Regions from separate parts of the Sus scrofa genome. Here region 1 is linked to region 2. A link is a contact called in public Hi-C data. All regions are on one chromosome and are shown on one strand. The core of a region is the stretch at or near the end of the contact, and the rest is flanking DNA. Distances in the headings are between cores, read along the strand shown. Region 1 overlaps KCNIP3 (calsenilin). Region 2 holds the start of ADRA2B (adrenoceptor alpha 2B).

Region 1 (3,170 bases), core at 260-2,759, 150 kb after region 2:
TGGGTGAGCAGGTGGGGCTGTGGGAGCTGGGGAGAGGAGAGCTCACCTCCCTGCAGTCCAGCCAGTGCAAGCTTTGGACTCTCTAGGAGAAGCTGGACATTGTTTTTGATGTGCAATCTCCAGAATTTGAAACTGTAGCAACTATTTCACAAAGCAAAAAATGTTTGGACCAACAAAAATGACTGTGGGCCTGTGTGGTGAGGGCCCCCCTGTTTGTACCCTGTCTTAAGAGACCTCACTCCCCCCCATCAATTGGTGGGGGTCAAGGCCAGCTCCCCAAGCCCCGCCTCCAGCTTCTCCACTTATGTCTCCCTCAGGACCTCCCTGTAAGAAAGGATGATCTGGGGAGTTCCCTGGTGGTCAAGCGGTTAAGGATCCAGCATTGTCACTGCTATGGTGTGGGTTAGAAATCTGACCCAGGATTTTCCACACGCTATGGATGTGCCAAAAAAAAAAAAAAAAAAAAAAAAAGAAGAAGAAGAAAAAAGAAAAAGAAAGGATGGAAGTTTCCATTGTGGCTCAGCAGTAACAAACCCAACTAGTATCCATGAGGACGCAGGTTTGATCCCTGGCCCTGTTCAGCAGGTTAAGGATCCTAAGCTGCAGCATAGGTCATAGATGCTGCTTGGATCTGGCATTGCTGTAGCTGTGTGGTAGGCTGGCAGCTGCAGCTCCAAGTCAACCCCTAGCCTAGGAACTTCTATATGCCACAGGAGCGGCTCTTTAAAAAAAAAAAAAAAAAAAAAAAGAGAGAAAAAGGAAGAATGCTCCAGAACACTTGTTGAACAGGATGGAGGTGTGTGGTGAACGGCACAGAAGCTCCACACTCCCTGCATGCAGGTGTCCAGGATCTTGGGAGAGGAGGAGCCCCCTGGCCATCCCCTAGTCCCCTCCAGGTCCTGGCTGAGAGCCAGGTCTCTGGACCCTGGGGGGTATGTGTGAGGAGAGGGGTTGGGAGTGTGGAGCAGGAAGATGGGGGAGGGGTTGACACGCCACCCTTAGCCCCTGCCCCCACCCCACCCCATACCTCTTTGGTGATGTAGCCATCCTTGTTAATGTCGTAGAGGTTAAAGGCCCACTTGAGTTTCTCATGGACTGTTCCTCGCAGGAGGATGGAGAGACCGATCACAAAGTCCTGTGGAGGAAGCGGGGGTGGTGAAGAGTGACCTTCCAATGCCCAGAGTCTATTTCAAGTTTGCTGTGTGGATTCACCATACAGTGTATAGGTGAGGTGCCTTCCTCACAGAGCAGGCAGATGGTGTCTGCAAAGTCAACACAATGTGAGCGCGTGTGTGAGTGTGTGTGTGTGCGCATGTGTGTGCAGAGATGGCACAGTGACCGGTACTGATCGTCTCAAATAAAGCCATTCAAACATAATGTGTCTTAGACCCCTTTGATGCACTGCCACTGGCAGAGGAGGCCTGGGAGCGCTCCTCCAGTGGAGGGGCTGTGCTCTGTGCCTGTGTAACAAGCCTCTGCAGGTCAAGGTGCTTGAAAACGCACAGCTTAAAAATTAACCGTGCTCCGTTCTGGGGTCATGCCATACCCATATGCAGTCACTTCTGAGGTGTGACAGGTAATTCCTAACATGACAAGTCACGAAAGTTCAAATGCCTTCCTGGTTGAAAACGTCAACTGTTTTGTTGTAGCAGTTGACGGAAAGTCAGTCTTTCCTGCCACTTCCAGAAGGTTTGCAGGTTAAGCTCCCCCTGCCCCGTGGGGTCCTCCCAGGGTGCTCTGACAGAAGGGGAGCAGAGAAGGGCTGTCTGGGAGGGGAACAGAGGATTGTAGACAGCAGAGGGACAGGGCTTTGCACTCAAATTGTAGAATTTCTGGCTCAGAGGAAATCTGTATTACCAGAGAGAAAGACTAAGGGAAACAGAGAAAAGCAGTTTGGAAGAAACAAAAATTATTCCAGGAGAAAAAAAAAACTTAAAAAACCTATTAGATTCAAAGGTTATAAATCTGGGATCCTACAAGAATAGGGTGCTATACAAAAAGGAATCATTGGGAACAAGAAAGAGATCTTGGGAATTAAAAATGAGAAAGCAGAGAGTCCCCTGGTGGCCTAGCAGTTAAGGAGTCAGTGTTGCCACTGCTGTGGCTCAGGTTCCATCCCTGTACCAGGAAATTCCACATGCCACGGGTGCAACCAAAAAAAAAAAAAGAGAGAGAGAGTCAGAAAGCAAATGACAGACTTAGAAGGAGGGTTGGGAAAGCAGGTGGAGGCTCTGCCATAAAGCAGCATGAAAAGGCAGAGCTGGAAAATAAGAGAAAAGTACATAATAGGGGGTCCCATCCAGAGGGATTGACACTTGACCAGCAGGAGTTCCAGGAAGAGACGGGGGGAAATAGAGGGGAGCGAATCCAAGAAGGAATGAAGATATTCCCAGAAGGAAGGCTGTCAGTGCCAAGGTCTTTCTCAGGCCTGTTAACAAACAGCCCATGTTGGCGCCTACAGCCATATATCATGATGACATTTCAGAAAACAATGCAAAGACAAGGTCCTACAAGCTTGCAGAGAGAAAAACAAAAGCAAACAGGAAAAAAAACCAAAAAAACAATAAAATGAGGTCCCATCCACAGGATCAGGAATCAGCAGAACAGTTTTCCATCGAAGCTGGTCCCATACAATAGATCAAGAAAGAGCAAGAATGGAACAAAGGCATCCAAAGACTCAGAAATTGGGAGCTCCCCTGATGGCTCAGTGGGTTAAGACCCTGACACAGTGTCTGTGAGGATGCGGGTTCAATTCTTGTCCTCACTCAGTGGGTTAAGGATCTAGCATTGCTGTGAGCTGTGGCGTAGGTTCCAGATGTGGCTCAGATCTGGCTGGCAGGTGGGGCTCCGATTCAGTCCCTAGTCTGGGAGCTTCCATATGCTGCAGGTGTTGTTGCCCTAAAAAGGGAAAAAGAAAACAACGGAAAAGAAAGGAAAAAAAAAAATCAAAGGCTCAGCAATTACCTCCCATGTACTCTTGTTGGAAACTCCTGGAAGGCAGGCTCTTGAAAAGAAAGAGTAAAAGCAAGGAAGAGAAGGATGAGGATTCCAGGACCAGGAGACCCAACCCCAGAAAGAGTTCCTCAGAGGATACCCAGATCTGATGATGGAGCTGGTTGGAGGCTGGGGGTGGGGTGGGGGGGTCTTCTGGGAGCTGCCACTTCAGACAA
Region 2 (3,264 bases), core at 373-2,872:
GTTTAGCTGGAAATTTCTTCTTACCCCAACTGCTCCTTCCGTGGCTACCCAGGGATGTGCAGCGTCTATGGGGGTGGGGCTAGTCTGCAGGACTGGAGCGGGGGGTGAGGAGTGGGGTTTGTGGGGTGGTCATCACACAGGCAAAGGGAAGCTCCTCCCTGCGAAGCTGCCCCTGAGACCTAACATTTTTCTTGAGCTATGTCAAAAAGACCTCGCCCTTGACTAGGTCTCCTTGCTCTGCCCCCGGGGACATCCTCCTCCTATTGGGCACCAGGACGGAGCTGGCAAGCGCTCCTCTTCCCACTTCAGTTGTCGCTGAGACCTGAGTCCACGGCAGTTTTTTTCCTTACCTCTTTGCCCTTAATGGAGGAAACTGAGGCAGCTGCAGGAGAAACAGGAAGGCTGAATCGTCAGTCCCAGGCTCTGAGCACTCGCTTGCCCCACTGGGCTGGGGAGCCTTCTCCGTGCCCCCAGAACGCAGCGAGGATGCGTGTCTCCGGGTGGGAGGCTGGTCGTGGACGAGCTCGGCACGCGGGCGGCGGCAGGGGGCGCTCGCCAGCTGGCTACGCGCGCTTCCTCCGGCTCTGGAGGCCCGACGGTGTCCAGTCCCGGTGGGCAAGCATTTGGGGAAGGGGTTCTGAGCAGTCTCGCCGCTCACCCCACGCCCTCCGCTCAGCTTCTTTCCTCTTGGGCGCCAGTAAGAGGGTGTGGTTTAGGATGCTCTGGCGCCCGGACACACCCACCCGCTCTCTTCTCCGGGCTCTTGGACCATCGGAGGCGAATTCTGCTAGCGCCCACCTCCCTAGACCCTGGTCGTGGGCCTAGCCCCGCAACCCACAAGAGAGACATCCCGCCTCTGTGCCGCTGCGTCCCAGCTCCCTGCGTGCACCGACCCTTCCACTTCTGCCAGCATCCTTCCCCGGGTCCCATAGATCCGGACGCTGGGCCCCTCCGACCTGCTGCAACGCGGAGGGCTGGAGGAAGGGGGGGCAGGGGTGCCAGAGCGGAGGCTGGGTACCCGGAGAGGCTGCGGCCCGCCGGTCCTCCCCCTTCCCCCAGCGAGGCACACCTTCCAACCACCCTGGGTCCGACCACCCGCCCCGCCTCCCTTCCCTCCTCCTGCTCCCGCCTCCAGTCTCCTCCCTCTTCCAGCCGCGCTCGCTCTCCTCCCCACTCTCCTGCCACGGCGGGCTGCCTGCCGGCGCGGCTCCGGGCTACAGCCAGCCGAGCAGAGCGGGCCGCTTCCTCCGAGAACCGGCGGCGTGCCCCTGCCCAGGCGGCTGGGCCCCGCGCCCCAGCGTGCGTCCAACAGCATCCCAGCGGCAGGGCGCAACTTTCCCCGGTTATAGGCGGGGCGGGCACGGCAGCGGGACAACTTGGTAAACTTCGGGGCAGACGGCAGGGACGCCGGGCGCAGGTACAAGAGGAGGTAGGAGGGCGGTGGCCGGCCCTGGGCGTCCCCCGACCTCCCAGCCCCTTTCGGCTGGGCCATGGGGCTCCAGCACCTTCAGGGCAGCCAGGGCGACAACCCCCTCGTCTAGCCGACCTGAGTGGAACAGTGCCGTCGCTGGCTGTGCACGCGCTGGGCGAGCAGCGCCCCCTCTGGCCCGTCCGGCCCGGCCATGGACCACCAGGAGCCCTACTCCGTGCAGGCCACTGCGGCCATCGCTGCGGTCATCACCTTCCTCATCCTGTTCACTATCTTCGGCAACTCCCTGGTCATCTTGGCTGTGCTGACAAGCCGCTCGCTGCGCGCGCCGCAAAACCTGTTCCTAGTGTCGCTGGCCGCAGCCGACATCCTGGTGGCCACACTCATCATCCCTTTTTCGCTGGCCAATGAGCTGCTGGGCTACTGGTACTTTCGACGCACCTGGTGTGAAGTGTACCTGGCGCTGGACGTGCTTTTCTGCACCTCCTCCATCGTGCACCTGTGTGCCATCAGCCTGGACCGCTACTGGGCAGTGAGCCGCGCGTTGGAGTACAACTCCAAGCGCACCCCGCGGCGCATCAAGTGCATCATCCTCACCGTGTGGCTCATCGCAGCTGTCATCTCGCTGCCGCCTCTTATCTACAAGGGCGACCCGGGTCCCCAGCCCCGGGGGCGCCCTCAATGCAAGCTCAATCAAGAGGCCTGGTACATCCTGGCCTCCAGCATTGGCTCTTTCTTTGCACCCTGCCTTATCATGATCCTTGTTTACCTGCGCATCTACTTGATCGCTAAGCGCAGCCACCGCAGAGGCCCTAGGGCTAAGGGGGGCCCTGGGAAGGGGGAGTCTAAGCAGCCCCGCCCAGTCCCTGGGGAAGTTTCAGCCTCAGCCAAGTTGCCAACCTTGGTCTCTCAACTGGCCACTGCTGGAGAGACCAATGGGTGCTCTCAGCACACTGGGGAGAAGGATGAAGGGGAGACCTCTGAAGACACTGGGACCCCCGCTTTGCCACCCAGCTGGCCTGCCCTTCCCAGCTCGGGCCAGGGTCAGAAGGAAGGTGTTTGTGGAACATCACCAGAGGAGGAGGCTGAAGAGGAGGAGGAGGAGGAGTGTGAGCCTCAGACTTTGCCAGCCTCTCCTGCCTCGGCTTGCAGTCCACCCCTGCAGCAGCCACAGGGTTCCCGGGTGCTGGCAACCCTACGGGGCCAGGTGCTCCTGGGCAGGGGCATGGGCACTTCGAGTGGGCAGTGGTGGCGTCGGCGGGCGCAGCTGACCCGGGAGAAGCGGTTCACGTTCGTGCTGGCTGTGGTCATTGGCGTGTTTGTGCTCTGCTGGTTCCCCTTCTTCTTCAGCTATAGCCTGGGTGCCATCTGCCCTCAGCACTGCAAGGTGCCCCATGGCCTATTCCAGTTCTTCTTCTGGATCGGCTACTGCAACAGCTCGCTGAACCCTGTCATCTACACCATCTTCAACCAGGACTTTCGTCGTGCCTTCCGAAGGATCCTGTGCCGCCAGTGGACCCAGACAGCCTGGTGAGCCCGCCTGCCCACTGTCCATGTGGTGTTGGTGTCAGGTGGTGCCAAGGCTGCCCAGCTTCTCGCCCTGTTTTACGTGGCCACCTCCCTGGGGCTTTCTGGTCCCTTCCCTGGTCCTACAGACTTCATCCTGGAGCCCCCTGGGAGGGGCAGGGATAGGGGTCTGCTCACAGGCATCTATTTGAAGCCCCCCCTCTTGCTGGCTTGGCTGTGGGAGGCTAAATTCTCCACCCCCTGCCTGAGCACAGGCACATGAATAAGGTTTGGACTTTCCTGAATGTGGCCGAGGTCAGGCTCCCTCC

The links. A called contact is a pair of places that touch in the nucleus more often than the background predicts.
Region 1: a Hi-C map of liver shows a contact between it and region 2, with 2.7 times the contacts expected there. The contact joins the enhancer-like site here to the promoter of ADRA2B in region 2. A contact is called at or near these places in 1 of 5 promoter capture datasets (liver), 12 of 47 Hi-C or Micro-C datasets (alveolar macrophages, embryonic fibroblasts, fetal heart ventricle and 8 more) and 1 of 2 datasets of contacts at active chromatin or transcription factors (skeletal muscle).

The regions. Positions count from the first base shown.
Region 1 is chr3:45,910,427-45,913,596 of Sscrofa11.1, forward strand. It overlaps KCNIP3 (calsenilin), which reads right to left. Exons shown (of 9, transcript XM_021087060.1): 6 at 1,028-1,135. Among named protein-coding and RNA genes, the nearest start is that of GPAT2, 68 kb to the left of the region's middle. Within about 2 kb of position 1,510, at least 5 of the 83 cell types and tissues checked have an H3K27ac peak or open chromatin away from gene starts, as enhancers often do. A contact at or near this core is called in fetal liver and liver, where this site is marked.
Region 2 is chr3:45,759,344-45,762,607 of Sscrofa11.1, forward strand. It overlaps ADRA2B (adrenoceptor alpha 2B), which reads left to right and starts at 1,623. Exons shown (of 1, transcript NM_001037148.1): 1 at 1,623-2,963. The coding sequence starts at 1,623. The coding sequence ends at 2,963.